Regions from separate parts of the Macaca mulatta genome. Here region 2 is linked to region 1. A link is a contact called in public Hi-C data. All regions are on one chromosome and are shown on one strand. The core of a region is the stretch at or near the end of the contact, and the rest is flanking DNA. Distances in the headings are between cores, read along the strand shown.

What was found. Hi-C and Micro-C count contacts between places; a contact is called where the count stands out from the background.
Region 2: a Hi-C map of CD4 T cells shows a contact between it and region 1, with 2.5 times the contacts expected there. The contact joins two enhancer-like sites. A contact is called at or near these places in 2 of 14 Hi-C or Micro-C datasets (CD4 T cells and liver).

The regions. Positions count from the first base shown.
Region 1 is chr3:120,759,448-120,764,299 of T2T-MMU8v2.0, reverse strand. The region is part of intron 3 of UMAD1 (UBAP1-MVB12-associated (UMA) domain containing 1); the gene reads left to right. Among named protein-coding and RNA genes, the nearest start is that of UMAD1, 120 kb to the left of the region's middle. Within about 2 kb of position 2,804, at least 11 of the 40 cell types and tissues checked have an H3K27ac peak or open chromatin away from gene starts, as enhancers often do. A contact at or near this core is called in CD4 T cells, where this site is marked.
Region 2 is chr3:120,842,297-120,847,148 of T2T-MMU8v2.0, reverse strand. The region is part of intron 3 of UMAD1 (UBAP1-MVB12-associated (UMA) domain containing 1); the gene reads left to right. Among named protein-coding and RNA genes, the nearest start is that of UMAD1, 38 kb to the left of the region's middle. Within about 2 kb of position 2,543, at least 15 of the 40 cell types and tissues checked have an H3K27ac peak or open chromatin away from gene starts, as enhancers often do. A contact at or near this core is called in CD4 T cells, where this site is marked.

The sequences.
Region 1 (4,852 bases), core at 1,555-4,054:
TTACAACTGCTATTAATTTGGAATAAACATATAAATAATATATTTTAAAGTATGTTGGCTACATGTGCTGGGTCACCTTCATCTGGCATCAGCCTGGACACAGGACTCAGGCCCTCTCCTTGATTCCACAAGAGTCTGGTTACATCGAGCATTTTGCGCCCTCTTTAAACTTGACTGAGAATGTACAAGGCCACAGGCTTACAGCATTCTATTTTTCTTTTTTCCTTTCTTTTTTGCTTCATACATAAATGAAAATCTAATGTAAAATTATAAATAGGAAAAGTACTATCATGAAGAAAAAGGTACTAGGGAACCTGAAACAAGAGATTAAAACTGATTGAAAGGATCTAGAAAGGAGTCTTGGAGGAAGGCAAATTTAAGGTGGTCCTTTGGGGCTGAAGTCCTTAAAGGTGTATGACAATTAGACATGCTTGTAGGGAAGAAGGAGGAATGGAGATGCTTTCCAGGCAGAGGAAAGATATACGAGGGGAAAAAGTATAAGACAGTGACATATTCAGGGAACAGCAAGAGAAGTGGCTCAGACCTTTCTGGGAGGAAGTCTGCCGTATTATCCCCCTTCTACCCTAACTTAGGCAGTGTTAAAACATGGCTGCATATTCTTTGACCCTCTCCTGTTGAAAAGTTGTGTCGACGCCCCCTCCTCTTGAATCTGGACAAGCTCATGACTGCCTCAGTCAATAGAATATGGCCAAAGAGACCGTGGCTTACAAGGGTCAGCTGCAAAAGGCCATGTGACTTCTGCTTTGTTTACTGGAACACTTGCTCTTGGAGCTTGGAGCCACCATTTAAGATGTCCAGCCAGCTGGAGGCCATCATGCTATAGAGGCATGTGTATAGATGATCTGGCTGACATTCCCAGCTGAACCCAACTTTCTAGCCATTCTACCAAATATGAGTGAAGTTGTCCTTCACCTGCTTTCTGACTACCAGTACCCTAGAGCAACCTTTAACATCACTACACAGAACAGCAGAAATGCTCAAGCTCTGCCCTAAGTTTTGACCCACAGAGTTGTGAGATATAATAAAAATAATCATTGTCTTGAGTTGTAAGTAGTTTGTTATACACCAGTAGATAACTGGAATAAACGAACCAAAGCCAAAGTGAGGGGATTTTTCTTTAAATGCTTGCTGAAGACAATGTTAAGTCATCCAGAAACCTCTCCCTGGAATATACTACCGAATGTAATTTAGAACTTCTGCCAGGAAGACTGAGTTTGGAGAGCATTCGAGGCGGAGGGAATGACATGAACAAAGACAGCAAGGCAGGGAAGGACAGGACATATGTAAGGTAGAGAATAATTAGGTTCAGCTAGGAGTAGGGCACCTCTTGGGAACAGTGAAAGAATAGACTAAAAGAGAAGGTTAAGGACATGCTATGAAGGGCCTTGACTGTGAGATTGAAAAAAATAACATAGTGCCACTGAAGATTTTTTGAAAAGTTGTACTAGCAAAACAGTACTTTTGGGATTTTTTAAAAATGCTTGTAGGATGGACTGAAGTATGAAGAAATTAGGGGATCAGTTTGGAAGCTATTGCAGGATATTATGTGAATCTCATTTATGGTAGCTGCAGCCAGAATGAAAGCTTGAAAATAGATGGAAATACTGTGGGCAAGGCCACCACTGACCTACTTAGTACATTTTGTGAATTAAAAAAAGGTCCCCCTAGCTGGGCACGGTAGCCTACGCCTGTAATCCTAGCACTTTGGGAGGCCAAGGTGAGTGGATTGCTTGAGCCCAGGAATTCAAGTCCAGCTCAGGCAACATGGTAAAACCCTGTCTCAACAACAACAACAACAACAAAATTAGCCAATATGGTGGTATGTGCCTGTGGTCCCAGCTACTCGGGAGGCTGATTTGGGAGACTCACCAGAGCCCAGGAGGTCAAGGATACAGTGAGCTGTGATCTTGTCACTGTACTCCATCCTGGGTGATAAAAGTGAGCCCTAACTCAAAAAAATAAAAAATAAAAAAACAAAAAAGTGCCACTTCTTTAAGACATTTTACTTCCATCTGTTAGAAAATTGTTGTAATATGTTTATTAGAATAAGACACTTGACTGCCCTCTGCTGGAAAATTATTAAAGATATGTCTTTGGTTTGAATGCTCCTCCCCTTTTCACATCCTTGTGCAGTACACAACCTGTGTTACCATGCCTGTGAGCCTAATTTTGTGGGTGCGAGTGATAGGACTTGGTATTGGATCACATTTGTCGTTAGAAGGAAAGGAAGAAACCTCTGGTCTGGATGGTAGGAAGGTTAGTAGCGACATTAATAGAATTAGAACTTATTCTTGGGGCATAGATTTATAAGGCAGAATCATTCTTTACATGGAAAGACACTCATTTTCTTATTTATTGATCCCATTGTTTGCATTTACTCAGTAAGAATTTTGATACCTTTTCTTCTAGATCTCAGCTTTCCCCCCTTGTGACATCTGAGAATGTTGACCAGTTCCTCTTTTGTATTCCACACACCTCTCTCTTCTGTATCTTTTCCTTCTATTCTGTTTGTTGCTTCTTATCAATCTCCTTTGCTGGCCCTTTTCCCTCAGGTTTCCATTCTTGTGCTTTTTTATACAGTGGGTGCTCAATAAATGTTTGTTGAATTGAATTGCATTGCTTTTGAAAGATCAGTTGCAGGTTTTTCAGGAGACTGATTCATAGGCAGTTAGGGACTAAGGGAGTGCCAGAATTCGGAAAGTAGAAACCTATCCTAAATACAGTTCCTTGTTTGGGGATGTATTTTTTACACAATAGGTCAGTCTTCCTTGGGGAATATCTGTACTGTTGATCCGTTCATCATTGTTCAGCAGTGACAACACCAGGAGAACAAATTATTTACGTTGGCTGTGTCATATGGGTGTGTCTAATTCGGAGAACTTTCAAACAAAATAATGAAGCTTCCCCAGCTTCTAACTTGGGAAGTATGAAAAGTTACTTAAAAAAAAAAAAATCTTGACTCTTATTTAAGCACATCAGTGACTGATGAAGTCACAATGTATTTTAGTATTTTCATTTGAGGTTTCTTGCTAACATTCTTACCACTGCTACCACTAACCCCACCCCATGTGTGTAAGTTACTTTTCCTTTCATTTTTCATGGGTCTTGTGTGTTAAGGCAAACTCAAGAACTTTGCTCTTCTGATAACTTAACATTGATTGTGTGGCTGCTTTGTGCAAATTGCTGTGGGATGCCTCATGGAAATTACAAAGGTTTCCTTTGCTTCTGCCCTTCAGGAGAGACTTGCTTAGTGGGAGAAGTAGATGCATATGCAACTGCTCCAGGGCAGGCAATGACAAGGGTCATAACATTGTGCAGACAGAGACAGGATTCCCTTAGAGCGATGTAAACATCACTCGAAGACTGAGCCACATATATGGACTTGCCATATTTCTTTCCTAAATTGCATACTTAACTCTTCACTTTCCTGGGTTGGATTAGAATTTGTTTTCATCGAAGGCTTCATGAGTCAAAAGCACATTATATATATTTAAGATTTAATGGATTTAATTTGAAATGCATTGAATAACATTAATTTTAGCAGATTTGATTTTTTTAAACGCTTTTAAGCTGGCACTCTCAAAATAGAGAAAATCAGAGTGATATTAAATAAACAATGATATAAAACAGGAGTTTTATGTTGATGTAAACCTAGTATTTAGGAAATAAATATCCTGAAATTCCCTAGCCAAGTTATATTTTTAAATGTTTTGAGCACAGGAAACAAGTTATAAACAGCCTAGTAGGGAATAAAATATTAACTATGGATCATTGATATTTAATTGAAGTGCTTTTTATTTAATTAAAGCCAATGACATTTTAAAATTATTTCTTTGTTTATTAATTTTTCTTCAATTAAATTTTAGCCTGTATTTTAGATACAAGGGGTACATGTGCAAGTTCGTGATATGGGACTATTGCATAATGCTGAGGTTTGGGGTGTGGATCCCATCACCTGGGTAGTGAGCATAGTACTCAATAGATGGTTCTTCAGCCCACATTCTTCTCCCTTCCCCACCCCCAGTAGACCACAGTGTCTGTCATTCCTGTATTTATGTCCCTGTGTGCTCAATGTTTAACTCTCATTTATAAATGAGAACATGCAAAGCCAATGACATTTTTACAGTCATTGGAGTCACAAAGACATTTGAATTTTACAAATTTAAATGTATTTAAGATTGAAATTTAGGCCAGGAGTGGTGGCTCATGCCTGCAATCCCAGCACTTTGGGACGCCGAGGCTGGCAGATCACCTGAGGTCAGGAGTTCGAGACCAGCCTGACCAACATGGAGAAACCCCGTCTCAACTAAAACTGCAAAATTAGTTACAAAATTAGTAGAGTGATTTATGTAATAAGTAAACAGTTCAGGTTTACTTGACTTAATAGCATGATGATTTACAGCTTTTACTTAGATTCATTCTAAGATGAAATAATACAGCCTCTAAGAAGATATATTATCTGGTTTTCCTTTGCATTTTCATTAAAAATCTAAAATTAGAAACGAAGTATGTCAACTAGTTTTAGAAATGATAGTAAATTGGGAAGCATTTCAAATAGCAATAGAAAAGAAGATACCAAAAAGTTTTAGAAATGTCATAGGAAATAGTGAGATTCCGCCTAAGAAAATACGAACTAATACATATAAGAACGAATAATCTGAAATAGATATTTAATGAGAGACAATGCTTAGCAATAATGAAAGGGAGTCAGGTGCTATCAGACAGCAAAGCAGATATGAGGTTACAGTGTGATATGGCAGTCACAAAGAGCCGTTGCCATTTCGGGGGGGTCATCTTGCAAGCTCATTACAATAAAGCAGGGAAGCAGAAA
Region 2 (4,852 bases), core at 1,294-3,793, 83 kb before region 1:
CTCTAGTACCATCTATGTTGTTGCAAAGGATAGGATTTAATTCTTTTCTTTATGGCTAAATAGTATTCCATTGTGTATATGTACCACATTTTCTTTATCCATTCATCTGTTGATAGGGACACTTAGGTTGATTCTAAAACTTGGCTATTGTGAATAGTACTGCAATAAACATGGGAATGTAGACATCTCTTTGATATGCTGATTTCTTCTTTTGGGTATGTACCCAGCAATAGAATTGCTGGATCATATAGTAGTTCTGTTTTTAGTTCTTTGAGGAATCTTCATAATGTTCTTCATAGTGGCTGTACTAATTTACATTCCTGCCACCAGGGTATGCGGTCCCTTTTCTACACATGGTTGCCAGCATTTGTTATTGCTTATCTTTGGATAAAAGTCATTTTAACTGGGTTGAGATATCTCATTTTGATTTTGATTTGCATTTCTCTGATGATCAATAATATTGAACATTTTTTTCATATACCTATTGGTCATTTTGTATGACTTGAGAAATATCTATTCAGATATATATGTAAATATATATATTTATATATTATTTAATAGGTATTTAATTTTAACTAATAAATATATATTTATATATATTTAATTTATTAATATATATGTATATATTTTTAAGAGATAGTATCTCGCTATGTTACCCAGGCTACTTTCGAACTCTTAGGCTCAAGCCATCTTCCTGGCTCTGCCTCCCAAAGTGCTGGGAGTACAGGCGTGAGCTGCTATGCCTGGCCTGCCCATTTTAAAATTGGATTATTTTATTTTTTCCTATTGAGTTGTTTGAGTTCCTTATATATACTGATTATTAATCCATTGTCAGATGAGTAGTTTGCAAATATTTTCTGCCATTTTATGGGTTGTCTCTTCACTGTTGATTGTTTCCTTTGTTGTGCAGAAGCCTTTGTAATCCCATTTGTCCATTTTTGATTTGGTTGCCTGTGCTTGTGGGGTACTACTCAAGAAATCTTTGTTCAGATTACTGTCCTGTAGCGTTTGCCCAATGCTTTCTTCTAGTAGTTTCGTGTCTTAGATTTAAGTATTTTATCCATTTTGACTTGATTTTTGTATGTGGCAAGAGATAGGGGTCTAGTTTCATTCTTCTGCATATAGATATCCAGTTTTCCCAGCACCACTGATTCAAGAGACTTCCTTTTCCCAATGTACGTCCTTGGCACCTTTGCTGAAAATGAGTTCATTGTAAATGTGTGAATTTATTCCTGGGTTCTGTATTTGGTTCCATCGGTCCATGTGTCTGTTTTTATGCCGTTACTGTGCTATTTTAGTTACTATACCTTTTTAGTATAATTTGAAGTCAGGTAGTGTGATTCCTCTAATTTTGTTGTTTTTGCTCAGAACGGTTTTGACTTTTCTGGGTCTTTTGTGGTTCTGTATAAATGTTAGGATTGTTTTTTATATTTCTGTGAAGAATGTCCTTGGTATTTAGATAGTGATTGCATTGAATCTGTAGATTGTTTTGGGTAGTATGGACATTTTAGCAATACCGATTCTTCCAATCCATAAACATGGAGTATCTTTCCATTTTGTGTGTGTGTGTGTGTGTTCTCTTTGGTTTTTTCATCAGTATTTTATAATTTTTATTTTAGAGATCTTTCACTTTGGTTAAATTTATTCCTAAGTATTTTATTTTACTGGTAGCTTTATAAATGGGATGACTTTCTTGGTTTCTTTTTCAAATTGTTTGCTGTTGGTGTATAAAAATGCTATTGATTTTTGTATGTGATTTTGTATCCTGTAACCTTACTGAATTTATTTATTAGTTCTGATAGTTTTTTAGTTGCATACACATATGTTGTGGTCAGCATATATCCACATAACTTTTTTTGTGGCATCGTGTGCAATAGGTACATTACAGAAAAATAAATATATTTTGTTGGTTTGTGTGTTTCTTGATGTCTGAATGATACAACTAAGTAAAGACTTATAAACATGATTATATTTGTAGCAACAACTTTTTATCAATATGGACGCTACAGAATTTGTTAGATTATCTCCTTATGTGGCCCTTATAACCCGTTTCTAGAAAGATCAGAGCAAATTATGTTGTTTAAGCTATAAATTATCTATTTTTTTTCCACTTGATAATACCTTTTCCCCTAGGCAAGCATTTCTGCTTAACACAAATAGGTTTTAGGTCACAATTATTAGATGGCATTGCAGAGTTGATGGAATCAACACATCATGACTTGAAATTCAGGTCTGGGCAGAGTCTAGACACTTGTTTTGGTAATAGGAATATCTGGGCTGTTCATATACAGTTAGCTCACATTTGGACGGAAAACCTTTCTCCCCATTAAGATTTCCAAAGCTTTTAGCCTTTGTAAAATGTTGAGTGTGCTGAATAAGATTAAGGGAAAAAAATTCTTGTAGAAAAACATCCTTTCCCTTGTAACCAGTTCCTATTCACGTAAGAAGGTAATAGCTATTCCTTCATTCAGTAATGAAGTTGAAGTAATCCTCCAGGGTACTCATTTTACACAAAAACAAATTGCAGTTTTCATTTGCATCACTGGGTGGCGATTTTTCATAGCCTTATACTACTGTTTAAAAATCCTACAAGCATGGCACTATTTGTAATTACCAGGGTTTTCTTCTGTTATGACATGTTTAATTGTACTTTTAAGACATTATCTTTAAATTGATTACAAATTTACTACTGTAGTAGCAAGCTCATAGTTATTTTAAGTTAGGAAAAGGGGTATTGCATAAATGTTAGGATATAATTGCTTCCAAAACTAAGACAAAAGCATGAATTAGCTTATTATGTTATAGCAAAAACAAGGAAAAATAACAAAAAATAATAGGATATAAATGAAAAGGAACAATTTAGATATTGTTGTTGGTTCACTAATATTGTTGACCAAATATTAAATTAACTTTGAAACAGGCAGAATGAAATTGGGCAAACACTGTCATAGAGATTAAAGGAATTGGGTTACAGTACAACTGAAATGCATCATGGTTTTCAGAATATGCAGGTGCTTCTTAAAGTAGGGCATAAGAACTTCTAGTTTCCATTAAGCTAATTATTTTGTAACACTCGCTGAATGTAGAACCAGAATTTAATAATTCACAGCAGCTTGGATTTCACCTTTTAAAATACTTTAAAGATATTTATGTAATTTAGTCTCACCTTCTGTTCTCCAGTCTAAATGATCAATCAGATTTTGAAAAGAAGTGAGTTATTTTTAAGATTATCTCCTCCTGAATTCCTCATTCTGGGAATCAAACCACATGTACATACTTCAGTTAAACTATCACATTTTTATATAGAACTTTTAAAGGTAGTCTCTTCATCGCTGTGTTGTTTCCTTTATTTAAAAGTCGAAATTTAGCTGTGTACATAAACATTTCCATTCTAAGGAATGAGGGACAGTAAGTCACTTTGATTCTGTCTAGGGTCAAAGGCTTTAATTAAAACAGTGACAAAAACTAAACCAGTTTTCAACATGTGCTTCCTATTTTTATTCCCTGTTCTTATAAAAATGTATACCAGATCTTTAAAAAATTAGAGTGTTCATGGATTAAAAAGCAACTTACCCTATCACTGTCTCCTTACCCATGTATCAGGATATCCAGAAAAACTCAATTTACATTTAATTTACTTAGCAATTTTTGTGTTTTTACTTTTGACCTTTAAATTGTAAAGCAAGTATGCCAGGATGTTTCAACTAACTCATTATGTAGATGCTTGTTTTTCTATTAAGAAATGTGGCGTTCTGTGTCTAATGGATAGAATTAACAGTATTTTCATTCACTGTTACTTGATTCTGGTTTACCTGTTAATCTAGCAGTGTTTCAGTTTCAGTTTTACGGAGGTGAAAAAGTTAGGTTACGCCGTCCCCATGTGGGGTGCACCACCCTTCCTTAACTCTTTGAATGTACAGTGAAAGGCAATTGCATGAAGGAATAGCAAAGGTGCCAGCTCTACTGAGAGGCAGAACTGAGCCTTCTGTTTGGCACGATTAATTGTGGGAAAGTCATTCATTTTTTTCTGGGGCTCAGTGGACTTAGTTGACTCAAATGTAAATTAGGGATCTATCTCTCTAACTCTGTGATTCTAACCCTCCTGTGCATTAGGGGATACTTAGAGAAAAATACTGGTGCTGGGACCCATTGCTAGATTCTGATTAAATGGTCCTGGGATTAGCCCCAGGTATTGATTTTTTTCCCCCCAGAGTTCTCCAGATGATTCTAGAATTCATGCAAGGCTGAGAAGCACTATAGTTCACTCTAATAATTGTACATAATCCAATAATACGTTAAGATACTTTGAAAAAGACTTCATAAAACAAAGTTACAGTTTCTTTTTTAGTTGAGCCATAGACAAACAAAAAGCAAATAAAACCACAGAATTTCTGGGTAATTACATTTCCTTCAAGATATTAAATCATTAAATAGAAAAAGAGCATAAAGCTTCATACATAATCCTATGAAATGAAATTTGTTTTGTTTTGTTTTGTTTTTTTAAGACAGAGTTTTTGTTCTTGTTGCCCAGGCTGGAGTGCAATGGCGCTGTCTCTGCTCACTGCAACCTCTGCTTCCTGGGTTCAAGTGATTCTCCTGCCTCAGCCTCCCAAGTAGCTGGGATTACAGGCACCCGCCACCACGCCTGGCTAATTTTTGTGTTTTGAGTAGAGACGGGGTTTCACCACGTTGGCCAGGCCAGTCTCAAGCTCCTGACCTCAGGTGATCTGCCCGCCTCGGCCTCCCAAAGTGCTGGGATTATAGGCATGAGCCACCGCTTCCAGCCGAAATTCATTTTCTATGAGTAATATACAGTTTTCCCTTGGTATCTGTGGGAAATTGGTTCAGGACT